Regions from separate parts of the Macaca mulatta genome. Here region 1 is linked to region 2. The links are chromatin contacts, called in public Hi-C maps. All regions are on one chromosome and are shown on one strand. The core of a region is the stretch at or near the end of the contact, and the rest is flanking DNA. Distances in the headings are between cores, read along the strand shown.

Region 1 (6,476 bases), core at 3,107-5,606, 190 kb before region 2:
CCAAAGGACATCATGTTTCTAGCGGATAATGCTAGGTGCCCAAATATCCACGTTCTCCTTTCATCATCAGAGAGCTTGAGATGGTACATATGTAGGTTTGCTATATAACAAAAAAAGTCCATTTATAAATAAAAATGTTTTTAAACAAAGAGCTGGAGATGGGCACACAGACACTCAGCTAAAGACATCTCGTAGGTTGTCCTTGCAGCTAAGTGGGGCCATGAGACTAGGCTTTAACCAATAGGCTGAAAGTTAAAGTGATTTCTGCCTTTTGGTTTTTAGGAATGGATGTGCCTGCCTGTGGCAGATTATATTTTTCAAAGATGACCACAAAAATATCTCCTATCTCATGTGTGATTCTACAGTGGGGCCTATGTCCCCTCTTCTTGAATATGTGTGCACTTGTGATTGCTCTGACGAACAGAGTATGGGGTATGATGCCATGTGACTTCTGAGGCTGGGTCACAAAAAGCAATTGTTATGAGTTAAATTGCATGCCCCCGCCCCCCGCCAAATTCATATGATGCAGTTTTAACTCCTACTACCTCAGAATGTGTCCTTATTTAGAAAGAGAATCACTGCAGATCTAATTAGTTAAGATAAGGTCATTCTACAGTGTGTGAGCTCCTGATCCCGTAGGACTGGTCTCCTTATAAAAAGGGTAATTTGGGTACAGAAACAGACATGCATAGAGGGAAGACGATGTGAAGAGACACAGCTCAGACACCTATCTTCAAGGCAAGGAGAGAGGCCTGGAATAGATCAGAAGGAATCAACCCTGGCAACACCTTCATTTCAGACGGCTAGCCTCCAGAACTGTCGTTTAAACACCCAGTCTGGGATTCTTTGTTATGGCAGCCCTAGCAAACTAAATAGCAATGCCACCTTCATCCAATTCTCTGGAAATAAGCAGGAAGCCAGTTATCATGTAAATCCAACTACCCCAAGAATATCATGCTGGAGAACCCACATGTAGGTACGACGGTCAGCAGCCATGGCTGAACTCAACAACCAGCACCAGCATGGGAGTGAGCCTTCTCAGGCATCAGCGCGGTGGATCATTTAGATAACTGCAGATCTGCCAACCTCTGATTGTATTCGCATGTGAGACTCAAAGTGAGAACTGCTGAGGTGAGCGCTTCCTGTTCCTGACCCACAAACTCATGAGTGACATACAATGGTTGTTTGAGGCTGCCAAGTTTTAGGGTAACTTATTATACAACATAGGAACCGGAGCACCTGCCCTCTCCCTTCTCCCACTTGCCACTGGCTGGAACCCAGATGAGATCATGGCGGGCTGTCTTCAGTCCTGTAAATGACGTAGATGAGGGCATGGTGAAGCCACAAATGAGGAGCCTGGGCTTTTGGATGCCTTCATAGAGCAGAGCTGCCAGCTCCCCAGATGTCACTTGCATTTCAGGTAAGAGAAATAAATTTCCATCCTGTTTAAGTCACTGTTAATTCCATCTGTTTTTTTTTTTAAACCAAATCAATATCCTAGTAATATCGTATATGTAAAATGAACAGCTCAGCGTCTAGAATATAAATAAGTGCTTTTTGGAAAGGTAGTTATTGCTATTTCATTATTATTATACTAATAGTAGTTATTAATATTATTACCCTAAACTGCTCAACACTCCTCAAAATGAACATGAGGAGGACCCATGTCACTGATGGTCAATGAGACACGTCCAGCTGCGCAGAAATTGTCTGCGGTCAAGCGTAATTCATACCAGGTCTCTCTTCCATCCACCTTAAACTGAATACAGCTTTCCCAGGCAGACCAATAGATAGGGGATCACGGACACCAACACACAGACACGTCATCCCACTCCCCACCCCCACAATGAGCTGAAGCTCCGGGTAGCCACTGTGTGCTCCCATCCCACCTGTACTATCTCAGGAGAGAAGACAGGCAGCAAAATGGGATGGAAAGTGGGTCTAAGATAATGAGTGGGGAGAGGCAGCCAGAGAAACTAACTCCCTCCCCAGGAAATCAGGCAAGGCTTCTGGGAGGAGGTGACCACTATCCTGAGAGTATCTTCCAGGCTGAAGAGAGGGAAAGGGCTCTCTGCAAGCAGGGAGAGTGGCATGGGCAAAGGCATGGAGCATCAGAATCCACACAGCCACTGACCGACACCTGCCTCCTCAGCCTCACCCTTTCAGCTCTACCTCCAGGGAGGCTGGAGGGCAGCACAGGGAAGGGTGGGTGTCAGAGCCCTGTGGCCCCCTGGGGACCTGTGTCCAAGCAGGGACCTACTCTGCAGCTACGGCAGAGTCAGCTTTAGAGTCTTCTATTCTTCCAGAGCCATGGAACTGCAAACAGTACTTCAAAATCCTGGTCCACGCAGGGATGCCTGCAGTCTTCCTGTCCTTTTTACCCTCTCTGGGTCAAAGGCTTTGGCCTCAACCTGATTCTCCCCCTCATCTCCTAGTCCCCTGCCAGATTTGGGTAGGTCTTGCTGAACTAGAAGCCCAGGAGACATCCCATAGATACAGGAGGCTGCATGTGAGGAAGGAGACATAGGCCTTTCCTTCCTGAGGCCCCAGGAGGGAGACAGGACACAGAGACATAGACAAAACTCTCAGTGAATAGAGCAGAGGCCCTGAGAGCTGGGCAGCCAGAGAGGCAGGAAGAGTGCAATTGGGCAATCGAGGCAAGCTTCTTGGAGGAAAGGGGCAGGGAAGGGTGGATGTCAGGGAAGATCACCCTATAGGCAGACTCTGGAATCGGTGCAGAAGGGTGAGTTTAAACATCCACAGCGCCTTTAGGTTTCAGTATCTAGTCCAGGGGAGGTGGGGGCGGTACATGGGAGGGTGTCCCTATGGCCTTGTCACTAGGAAAGCACAGTTCGTGACTTATCCACTGAGTGTGAATTCAATGAGATGAGAAAGGGCAGTTTTTTAGCGATCGGGCAGCCTCCACATTCCCCATTGCTGCTCTGCTCGGGGAAGGGGGACGGTAGAAATTACCTGCCTCTCCCGCCAGCACACACACACGGCTCTTCCTCCACAGCCCCATCTTGGACCACGCCACCGCCAGCCACTCCAGTCCTGGGCGCTACTAATACAGCTCCTAGGGAAGCGCCCCAAGGTCTTGGTGCCCGGCCCAGCCCCAGCCGTCCTTGGTTTCACGGGGTTGGGTGCGGGAGGGACAGCCGTGTCCCCATCTACTCTGCTAGGCTGCCTAGCAGGCTCCTGTCCACGCTCCCTGCCCCTTCTTCCAGAACCCCATCCATCCCTGCCCCAACTCAACTAGAGTTCCTTCCACAGCAGTCCCTGGTCTGGGCGCTATCCAGCCCCAGGCTGGGTGGTCGAGTCTTCCTTGGGCTCCCAGCAGAGGGAACCCCCGCTCCCGCCCCAGCCTCTATCCGAGTCGGTTTTCGCTCCTCTGGTCCCCACGCCTCCACCCTCCACTTCCACGAGACCTCCACGAAGGGAAAGGAAAGGAAATACAAAGGCACACATTCCGTTTCTGTGGAATTCGCTCTTTATTTTGGGACCAGGGAAGGACCACACACAGCCCTGCAGCTCAAGAGGCGAGGGCACCGAGACGCAGGACTGCGGTACCCGATCCCTGCCCAGATGCCGTCGGGAGGCGGAATCCGGGTTTCCGGGGTCGGGAGTGAACATGCAAATGAGGTGGGCGTGGTCTGCAGATCTCCCAGGAGGCCTCGGGGGTCCTCACCACAGGTCTGCGCCTCCGGCCTGCGGGAGTGAAGGGAAAGGAATCCGATCTGGGGAGGCGAGCCTGGGAGACGTCGTAAGTGATGTACCAGGGTGGGGCCAGACCGCACTCTCGGAGGCAGGATGTTATGTGACTTGACGGGGGCGCTTTTACTGCGACCTGCCCGGCCGGTCCTCGCCGTCTGGGAAGAACGTTTTGGAGAGGCGTGTGTCCGGGCTGTCTTCCCATGCCTGGGGGCGGGGCCTGGAAGGGCGTGGTCAGATCTGACCACGCCCCCGGTGGAGAGGGGCCGCAGGGGGAGAGCCCCAGGGGTCCCGCTCGGCCCACCCCGCGCCTGCGCTCACCACGGCCGGGTGACCAGGTTGAGGTAGTGGCTCAGGGAGGCGTAGTAGCGGCTCAGCTCCTCCAGGGAGGCGTCTTCGCCGGGAGCCTCGGGTTTGATGGGGTGGGCCTCGACCAGCGCCCCCAGGTAGACGAGCAGGGCCAAAAGCACTGTGGCCATGGTAGGCCACGACCTGCGCACCGACACCATCTGGGAAGGTGACGTTGGGGTGTGGGTCGTTCTGAGCTTCGATCCTCCACGGCAGGAGGCTGCGGCTGCCGTCGGGGCCGCGCTCCGGCGCTCTCCCTGGGGCTGGTAGCGGATCAAGGTTCAGCAACCAGCTTGCCGTGTGTTCTCCGGCACTGCACCGTCTCCTGCCTCAGTTTCCTAATCTGTCAGAGGGACATAAGCCCTGCCTGACATAAACCGCCCCCGCACCGCTGCTGCCAGAGAGGTAAATTAGAGAAGAGGGTTGTGCTGGCAACGGGATTCCCGGGGACTCCCGGGCCTCCTTCCCACCTCCAATGGCCCCCTCCAATCCAGTTTCCCACCACTCACCCCCAGCTTCCACCATTCCAGCCTTAGTTTCCCCACAAAACAGCCTGGATTTCCTGGTACCAGACCATGCTTGAGCCCCCAGCCGCTCACAGCGACAGCTTATGAAGCAGATGAGCAGGAGGTAGAAGGCGAGGGAAGTTTCAAGGGCTGCACTGGGTCAGGTCAAGCTGAGTCCTCCTCTGCTCAGGGCTTTCCTTTCCGGGCTTATATCCGCTCCTGGAAAGGAAAAGGAGTCCCACGGGGAGGGAGACCCAGCAGGCGGTGAGCCCTTCTTCTTCCTTCCAGTCTCGCCAGATCGCTGAGCTTACACCCAGCCAGTGTGTGACGTCTCCACCTCACAGGAGCTGAGGGGGCAGCTGCCATGCTCAAATTTGGGGTCCCACTGGATGGGGTACCTAGCCTAAATCCTGTGTTCAGCCCACAGCCCCCCCCTCCCCGCGCCCCCAGGGGGCAGGTCTAGCCTCCTGAGGAAGTGAAGTGGTTGGACCTAGACTCCTGGGGCAGCCCCTAGGACCAGGGATGAGATTCTGTCTTCCTTAGCCTGTTCGCGGGTGGGAGTGGAGGGTGGGAGGGTGGACACATTTCCTCCAGCCTGTGGGATCTGTGACCACTCTTTCCAAAACACAATCATTTTCAGCCTCTGCTCAGTAATACCTTGGAGAAGGGCTTAGGAGTGACAGGACCTCTGGGGGAAAGTCTTTCTCCTGGAGGCAGGGGTGGGAGCACCTGACCTTGGCTCCTGACCTGTAGTTTATGGTATCCTGGGGGAGAGACCTCTCTGAACACTCCATTATATTCTCTCTCCATTAAAGAGTTGGGGAAAGAGGCAGGAGGAGGCAGAAGCCAGTCCCCCCACCAGAAGCAGCTGAGTCGGCTACCTGTGCATCCAGCCTGGCACACAAAGACCCCGGTCCAGCCATGTGTGGCATAGAGCCCCCTCCCCAGGCAATGTCCCCACCCCTATGCAGGTGTCAATCAGGGTACTGGTGACTTCTGGGCCTGAGTGATGCCAAGGCTTCCCAAGCACATGCCACTGTCCCCAGCCCATGGCAGTCTCCACTGGCCACTGAAGCCCAGATCTTTTGAAGGAAAGGACTCATGTTTATTAAGCACCTACTGTGCACTAGGTAGTACATAATTTCAGACATCACAAAACAATGAGCTGAGTTTATCTCCATTTTCCAGATGAGGAAACTGAATCCCTGATGGAGCAGCCAAAGTCACCCATGATTCAAACAGGAAAAGGAGGGTGAGGCAGACCCCAGGAAGAGGACCTCTCAATTGTGAGGGGCAGAAAGGCTCAGCACCCGGAGTAGCCATGTGGTGCAGGAGGCAGGCCTGGGAGCAGGGACCCGAAGGCTATGTCTGGGGCCCACCACCCACTACGAGAGGCTGAGTAGGGGAAGGGCCTCCAGACTGCCAACCCCCTCAAACCCACCTGCCCGGTAGGAGAGAGGGCTGTGGGAAGGTCTCTCCATAAAGCCCTTCCAGCTTCCTCTCCCTGGCCTGGCCAGACTTCCAATACTTCCAGATGTCCCATCAGCCTATGGGGGCTGAAGGGGCCAACTTGTCCAGGTCGCTCGTTCTGAGCCAGCCCCTCCAGCCCCAGGACAGATGGCTGTGGGTGCTATTTTTAGAGCTCTCCTGAGGGGGAGAGTTCAGGGCTCTCTCAGTCACCCTTTTATGGGTTCAATCATGGGCATTCTCTGCAAATGGCTCCTTATCAGTCAGTCAGGCCCCATGGGACTCCACATCCCAGGAAACACCAGGGCGCCCTGCTGAGCATGGAGGTGGAAGAGGACACCAGGACAGGGGATATAGATCCTACCTTTGGAGGAAGGAGAAAAATCATTCTTCTTAGGGACTCCTCATCCAGGGGGTAAGGCACAGCCCTGTCCTTCAAGAACC
Region 2 (6,727 bases), core at 1,357-3,856:
TTCTAGACAGTAACAAGAATCAGTTTTTGAATGCACTGAAAATATCAATTCATCTATCCAAAGTGTAATCATTAGTCCTTGGGAGAAAACCCAGTTCATTCTAGTTTTGACAGGAATAAACATATTTTATTATAAACTACTAATCTTTTTAAGGTTAGACCAAATAGACCAAAATGTTATATTTAAGAAGCCCTTAGGCTTTTACAAATGTCCTAGCACTAGCAAAAGTAGTGTCATTTGTTTAAAAAGTATTATTTCCTACTACAGCAACTGACCAACAGATAATAGGAACTTAAGAGGCACTAAATGACACTAAAACATTACACTGAATGTGGGCCACTGCATAGCTAGTCTACTAACCTCATTTGTGGTACTCATGTGTGATGCTATATTTAATGCATTCTTATCAAAAGGCTACAGCTACATACTTCCCAACTGTAGCTCCATGGTTTAAAATAAACCACTCAAGCAATGATCTTAACTGGTTCAACTATGAATCCTATCTTTCTTCTCGAGATCAAGATCACAAAATAAGGAGTGAAAAGACAGAAGGATAGGAAAGTAGTTATGCAAAGTATATCGTAATGACAAGAGTATTATAAAGGAATTCAGTTTGGATCAGTTGCTAACACTTAATGCCACTGGGCAACCGATCCAAACTAAATCAAACACACGAAATGACCAAGGTCTTTGTAGGAGTTAGTATTCCATACATTCATCTACTGATGCTGTGTTCAGTGGCTTGCTTAGGTTCTAACAGAAAAGTTTGGTAGACAGCAAACTTATGTGTGTTGCTCATGAGAAGGTGCTCCACCAAAACTTGCCATGAGCCTAGACAGCCAATGCATTAGGCCTAGACAGCCAATGCATTACCACTTTAGTGAAGGTGGCTTCCTACAGTTGGGTTGAGAAGCTTGCTCCACCTTGGTCAGCATGGAGAAAACCACGAGGGATGCACTCACCCAATCACAACCATCAGAAGAAACCATGAGAGGTTGTGTTTTTCTTTGGATACTCACCAGACAACACCAAAGGCTCCATATCCAATAGGTCTATCCGGCTCAATATCCAGCTGCTGTTGTGGATGATGCGAGTGCTGATGATGGTGCGCCTTAACTGTAGCAGCTGCGGCAGCCTGTACCTGAGCTGGGGCTGCTGCAGCTGGTCCAGGAGCCTGCCCCGGTGCCGGTGATGGGAAATATGGCTGTTGTTGCCCAGGGTTTAACATGGCTGCAGCTGCAGCCGCTGCTGCGGCTGCCGCAGCTGCCGAAGAGGTGTGCTGCTGTACAGGGTGTACAGCGGCAGCCGACCCCGGATGAAGATGGTGTTGAGGGTGGTGGTGGTGGTGCAGGTGAGGAGGAGGGAGGTGTGGAAGGTGGTGGTGATGGTGGTGGTGGTGACCTGCTGCTGCTGCAGATGTACCGCCATTGTAAGCCGCCATCATTTTTGCGTTGGCTCTTGCGCCACAAAGAGACATTCAAAATAAATGCCCTTTGATTGGAAAGCAAACTGGGTCAAGCTGTCATTTGGCCATTTAAAAATGAAGAAAAACCACTCACTCCACCTCAAAAAACATAGAGCGTAACTGGCTTTATGTCTTCATCAGTCAATCCAAACAAGTTAGAGGATCTTGGTGTTTAATTTTGGGGTGAGCGTGTGTGGAAGGGTGTGGGTTGCCAAAAGGAAAAAAAAAAGGAAAAAAGAAAAGAAAAAGGAAAAAAGGACCCCTTCCCCCCAGGATTCCTGCCACAAGTGGGTACTAAAACTCCATTCTTAATTTGGGGGAGGTTCCAACTTTGAATGTGGGAATAAAGGCCAAACCTCCCGACCCCCTGAACTCCACACACGAAAAGGATCAGGTAACACACCACCCTTGGAATCTTGAAAGAGGGTTGAATCATCTACCCCTTCCATTCCCACATCCTTTTCTAAACACCTACCACCTCCTCAAAAACAGGATTAAAAAAAATTCCCACTACCCTAAATGGAGAAGATGGGGGGAAATTTTCTGGGAAACCAGCTTCCAGCGTCCCCCCCCCCTCGAACTCTCAGGCCTTCCTACATCTCCCCCTACTCCTAGTCAGGTTGACCTGATTGGGGAGGGGGGGGCGGGGGTTCTAAACTTTCCTGGGCAGAATGAGCCAGGGAAGGAGGCTGGAGTGAGGAGAGGAGGCGACAGCAGGACAGAGAGGAGAAAGAGAGGTAGGGCAAAAGTGAAGGGAAGGAGGTGCAAGGAAGAATGAAAGATGTGGGCAGCGCTCGGACGCCTAGACAGCGGGAACCGCCCCGGGAGAAGGTTAGGGTCCCGGGGCCAAAGAATAGGAGCCCCGGGAGGCGGGCGGAGTACGGTCGGAAGCGGGCTGACTCCTGCCCCCGCCGCCGGCTGCTTCTGCTGAGGAGGGTTGGGGGGGAGAGCGGGTGGGTCCCCCGCGCGACGGCCCCTCAGGGCTCAAGGCTGCTCCGTCTCCCCCCCTCCCCCCCACCCGGCTTCCGTCCCCGCGGCCGCTTTCTCCTCAGCCGCCGCGGCCGCTTTCTCCTCAGCCGCCGCCTCCTCAGCCGCCGGTGCCGCCGCGGCCGGACTCACCTCCCCTAGCAAAGCCGGATAGACCGGAGCCAGCGGCGGACACGCGCAACCAGCCGCCGAGGCCCCGCCCCCGCCTTGCACTGACCGGCTGCCCTAGCCAATCCACGCCCACCTGTCCGCTACCGCCTCCAATCCTGGGCCAGGAGCTTCAGACAGGCGCACTGTTCGGCCAGTGGCAACAAGGTGTGGGTCTTCTGGGGAAATCCCGCCCCCGATCCGGGATGGGCAGATAGAAAGACCAATCAAAGGCAGAGTTTGGCTTGACCGACACGGCTTAAAGCCAATGAAAAAGCAAAGATCTTTGTGACATTTTTCTTTCGCCTCTCTCCTCTTTTTTCTTCTTTTATTATTTATTTATTTTTTGGCAGGAGCAGGAAGCTGCGTGCTAATCCCGCCTGCAAAAGCTGGAAGAGAGGGGCGGAATGAAAGAACCAATCATGAGCCAGAGGCAAAGAACAGAGTAACCAATCCTTGGGTTGAAAATGAAGTATGCGGGCACCTGGGCCAGATAGACACTTGACCTGACAAATGGAAAAAAAGATTGATGTAAGTCCCACCCTTTATAGCTCCTCTAGGACAGGATTGTGGAGAATTTGCTGTCATATCGAGACAACCTCTTCCAGGGGCGGGGCTTAGGAAAGGGGTGGGGTCTCAAAGTGGGCGGGACCTAGACGAAGAAGGCGGACCCCAAATCACCACTGGTCCACCGATCCCCGAGCCGTCTAATATACCACTTAAGATGTAAAGTGTGGGGCAAAAATAGGGGAAGAAAAAGGGAATGCTGAGCTTCAGAAAGTCAAGGTCCAAGGTCACTCAACAAGAAGACAGTCACAAAAGAAATTCAGTAGACTGACAGTTCATAGTCTACGGCCGGTCCTCTCCATGGTTAATCCTGATCTTGGCAAAAAGAGGAGGAATCTCCAGCATTCAGAACTCCACTGTCAACAGATGATAAAGTTGTTGGTGCAAATTAAAACAAAAAAGTAAACTTGGCCACAAAAATAATACTTTTCTTCCATCTTTCTTTCTTAACAGGGTTACGTTCTGTCACCCAGGCTAGACTGCAGTGGCACAGTCCTAGCTCGTTGCAGCCTCCAACTCCTGGCTCAAGCAATCTTCCCGCCTCAGCTTCCCAAGTAGCTGGGATTACAGATGTGCACCACCATGCCCGGCTGATTCTTTAATTTTTTAGAAACAGAGTCTCAATATGTTGCCCAGGTTGGTCTCAAATTCCTAGGCTCAAGAGATCCTCCCACCTCCCACCTTGGCCTCCCAAAGTGCTAGGATTACAGGCGTGAGTCACCGCCTCCAGCCTCTCCCATATTTTCTATCAAGTAAGTTTCTGTCATTGAAATCTTACTAAAATAGCATCTTTCCTTTACATCACTTGATTTATCTGAATTTACCCTTCTTTTAAAATGTGAAATAATAAGCTTACAGAACCTTATCCCTACCGAAACTGCATAGTTTACTCAGAAACTTGGAGGTCATCTTCAATTCCTCCTTTGCCTGTCCACGTTGTCCCTTCCAATCAATCAATCATCAAGTCTTTTTTTTTTCTTTCTTTTTTTTTTTTTTTGGTGAAGGGACATGGTCTCTGTTGCCCAGGCTGGAGTGCAGTGGCGTGATCACAGCCCACTGCAGCCTCTACCTGTTGGGCTCAGGTGATCCTCCCACCTCAGCCTCCCAAGTAGCTGCAGGCACACACCACCACACCTGGCTAATTTTTGTATTTTTTTGTAGAGATGGGGTTTTGCCATGTTGCCCAAGCTGAATCATCAAGTCTTAAACAATTTTAAATCCCTCTCACTTCTGCTTCTTCCCAGTCACACAGCATTTACCCAAATTTACACCACTAACATCTTTAACCATTTCCCTGCCTACAAGCTAGCTCTCCTTTGATCCATCCCCCTCTGGGGGCATAGTAAATTTTAAAAAATACAAATCTGAGACCAGGGGCAGTGGCTCACAACTGTAATACCAGCACTTTGTGAGGCCAAGGTAGGTGGATCCCTTGAGCTCAGGAGTTCAAGATCAGTCTGGGCAATGTGGCAAAACCCTGTGTCTACAAAAAATACAAAAATTAGTGGTACACATGTCTCTAGTCCCAGCTACTGAAGAGGCTGAAGTGGGAGGATAGCTTGAGCCAGGGAGGTAGAGGCCGCAGTGAGCTGAGATCCCACCAGTGCACTCCAGCCTGGGTGACAGTGAGATCCTGTCAAAAAAAAAAAGGCTGGCTGTACCCTAAATAGCCTGGCATGATCTGGTTTCCGCCTACCTACCTCAAGGGTCTTATCTCTCCCCTCCACTCTCTACACTTCAGACATTCTGAACTTCCTGCAGCTCCTTGAATGCTTTCAAGCCTTCATGCATATCTTCAGCCCAAAACACTTCCCGCCCATCCTTCACTGCTCTAATTCATCCCTCAGGTCTTCATGTAAATTTTACTTTTTTTCCTGGAAAGTTCTAACTCTGTTCTAGAGTATATGTTTCTGTTGTATATCTCCATGACACTGCCTCCCTCATATCTATATTTTAAGTGCTTGTTGAGTTTGACCAGGGACAGAGAGCTTGTCTGTCTCACTCAGTGTTGTATGCCCAGTTCCTTAGGACAGTGCCTGGCAAAAAAAGAAGACACTTGCTACAGATTTGCCTGAATTACTGAGTGCAGAAGTGGGTACAAACCCAAGCTCTGCCATTTACTTACTCTGTAGCTTAAGACAACTTAACTAACCTTTCTCAATCTCAGTCGTCTCAACTGAAATAATAATACATGACTCATGAGGTCGATACAAGGGTTAAATGAGGTGATATGTTTAAACATGCTTGGCAAATAGTGAAAATGCAATATAAATTCTCTTCAACACTCACCCTCACGTAATATTTGAGATGGTTCCAATTTTCCAGTGCACAGCACTCTCCTCCAAAGTGTAGTTCCCTAAAAGCTTCTTAGATGTTCAGCAAATTATCTGGTTTCACCTCAGACCTACTGAAAAGAATTGGGGGAGGAGAGGAGGAATCTGTTTAACAAGCTCTCCAGGTCATTCTTGTAAACACTAGAGCTTAAGAAGCACAGGCCTAGAGTAAAGAAGCTTAGTCTTTGTAAACTTTCTTTTTCAGCGCTTAGTATACTACTATAATAACACATAGAAAGTGCTTGATACATGTGAAATAAATAAATTAATCTAACCCATGAGAAAACAATTGTACATTAAGAGTTATTTATTCCTTCCACAAACATGTATTGAGCACCGATTATATCTAGGCACGGTGCTAACTTCAACTCTGAGTGAGAGGAGATAGATGTACAGATGCTCCTGGACTCATGATGTGTTTGTGTCCCAGCAAGCCCATTGTACATTGAAAATGCATTTAATACCCTAACCTACTGGACATCATAGCCTAACCTACCTTAACGTGCGCAGAACACTGACATTAGCCTACAGTTCTGCAAGATCATCTAGCACAGTCTATTTTATAATAAAATGTTGAATATCTCATAATTTATTGAATACTGTAGTGAAAATGAAAGCTGAATGGTTGAGGTCGGGCGCGGTGGCTCAGGCCTGTAATCCCAGTACTTTGCGAGGCCAAAGCAGGCAGATCACAAGGTCAGGAGATCAAGACCATCCTGGCTAACACGGTGAAACCTCGTCTCTACTAAAAATACAAAAAATTAGCCGGCCTGGGAGGCTGAGGCAGGAGAATGGCGTGAACTCAGGAGGCGGAGCCTGCACATCACTGTACTTCAGTCTGGGCAACAGAGTGAGACTATCTCAAAAAAAAAAAAAAAAAAAAAAAAAAAAGAAAAAAGAAAAAAAAAAGAGAAGCAGAGTGGTTGAAAGGGGACTCAAAGTACACTTTCTACTGAATGGGCATCACTTTCAAATCATGGTAAACTAGAAAAATCAAACCATCATAAGTCAGGGATAATCTGTGTTAAAATCTCTGCCCCCAGGAGCTCTAAGTCTCTCTGGGTGCAAGAATTTCCAAAATGATGTGTGCACACCATGGTGGGGGGTGCACAAAGTGACCCACTAGGCTCCTGGAAGAAATTAGTACAACTTCTTCTGTTTCTATTTTTTTTATTTCATATTTTTAAAATATCCATTTTGTCAATGTTTTATAATGTACACAATATTA

The links. A called contact is a pair of places that touch in the nucleus more often than the background predicts.
Region 1: a Hi-C map of fetal cortex germinal zone shows a contact between it and region 2, with 1.9 times the contacts expected there. The contact joins the promoter of LOC144335383 here to the promoter of NLK in region 2. A contact is called at or near these places in 3 of 14 Hi-C or Micro-C datasets (fetal cortex germinal zone, fetal cortical plate and liver).

The regions. Positions count from the first base shown.
Region 1 is chr16:36,915,780-36,922,255 of T2T-MMU8v2.0, reverse strand. LOC144335383 (peptide YY-like) reads right to left here and starts at 4,356. Exons shown (of 2, transcript XM_077970585.1): 1 at 4,033-4,356; 2 at 3,484-3,708. The coding sequence starts at 4,220. The coding sequence ends at 3,492.
Region 2 is chr16:36,727,279-36,734,005 of T2T-MMU8v2.0, reverse strand. NLK (nemo like kinase) reads right to left here and starts at 2,606. Exons shown (of 11, transcript XR_013406223.1): 1 at 1,020-2,606. It overlaps LOC106993933 (a long non-coding RNA gene), which reads left to right and starts at 2,953. Exons shown (of 3, transcript XR_001440312.3): 1 at 2,953-3,130.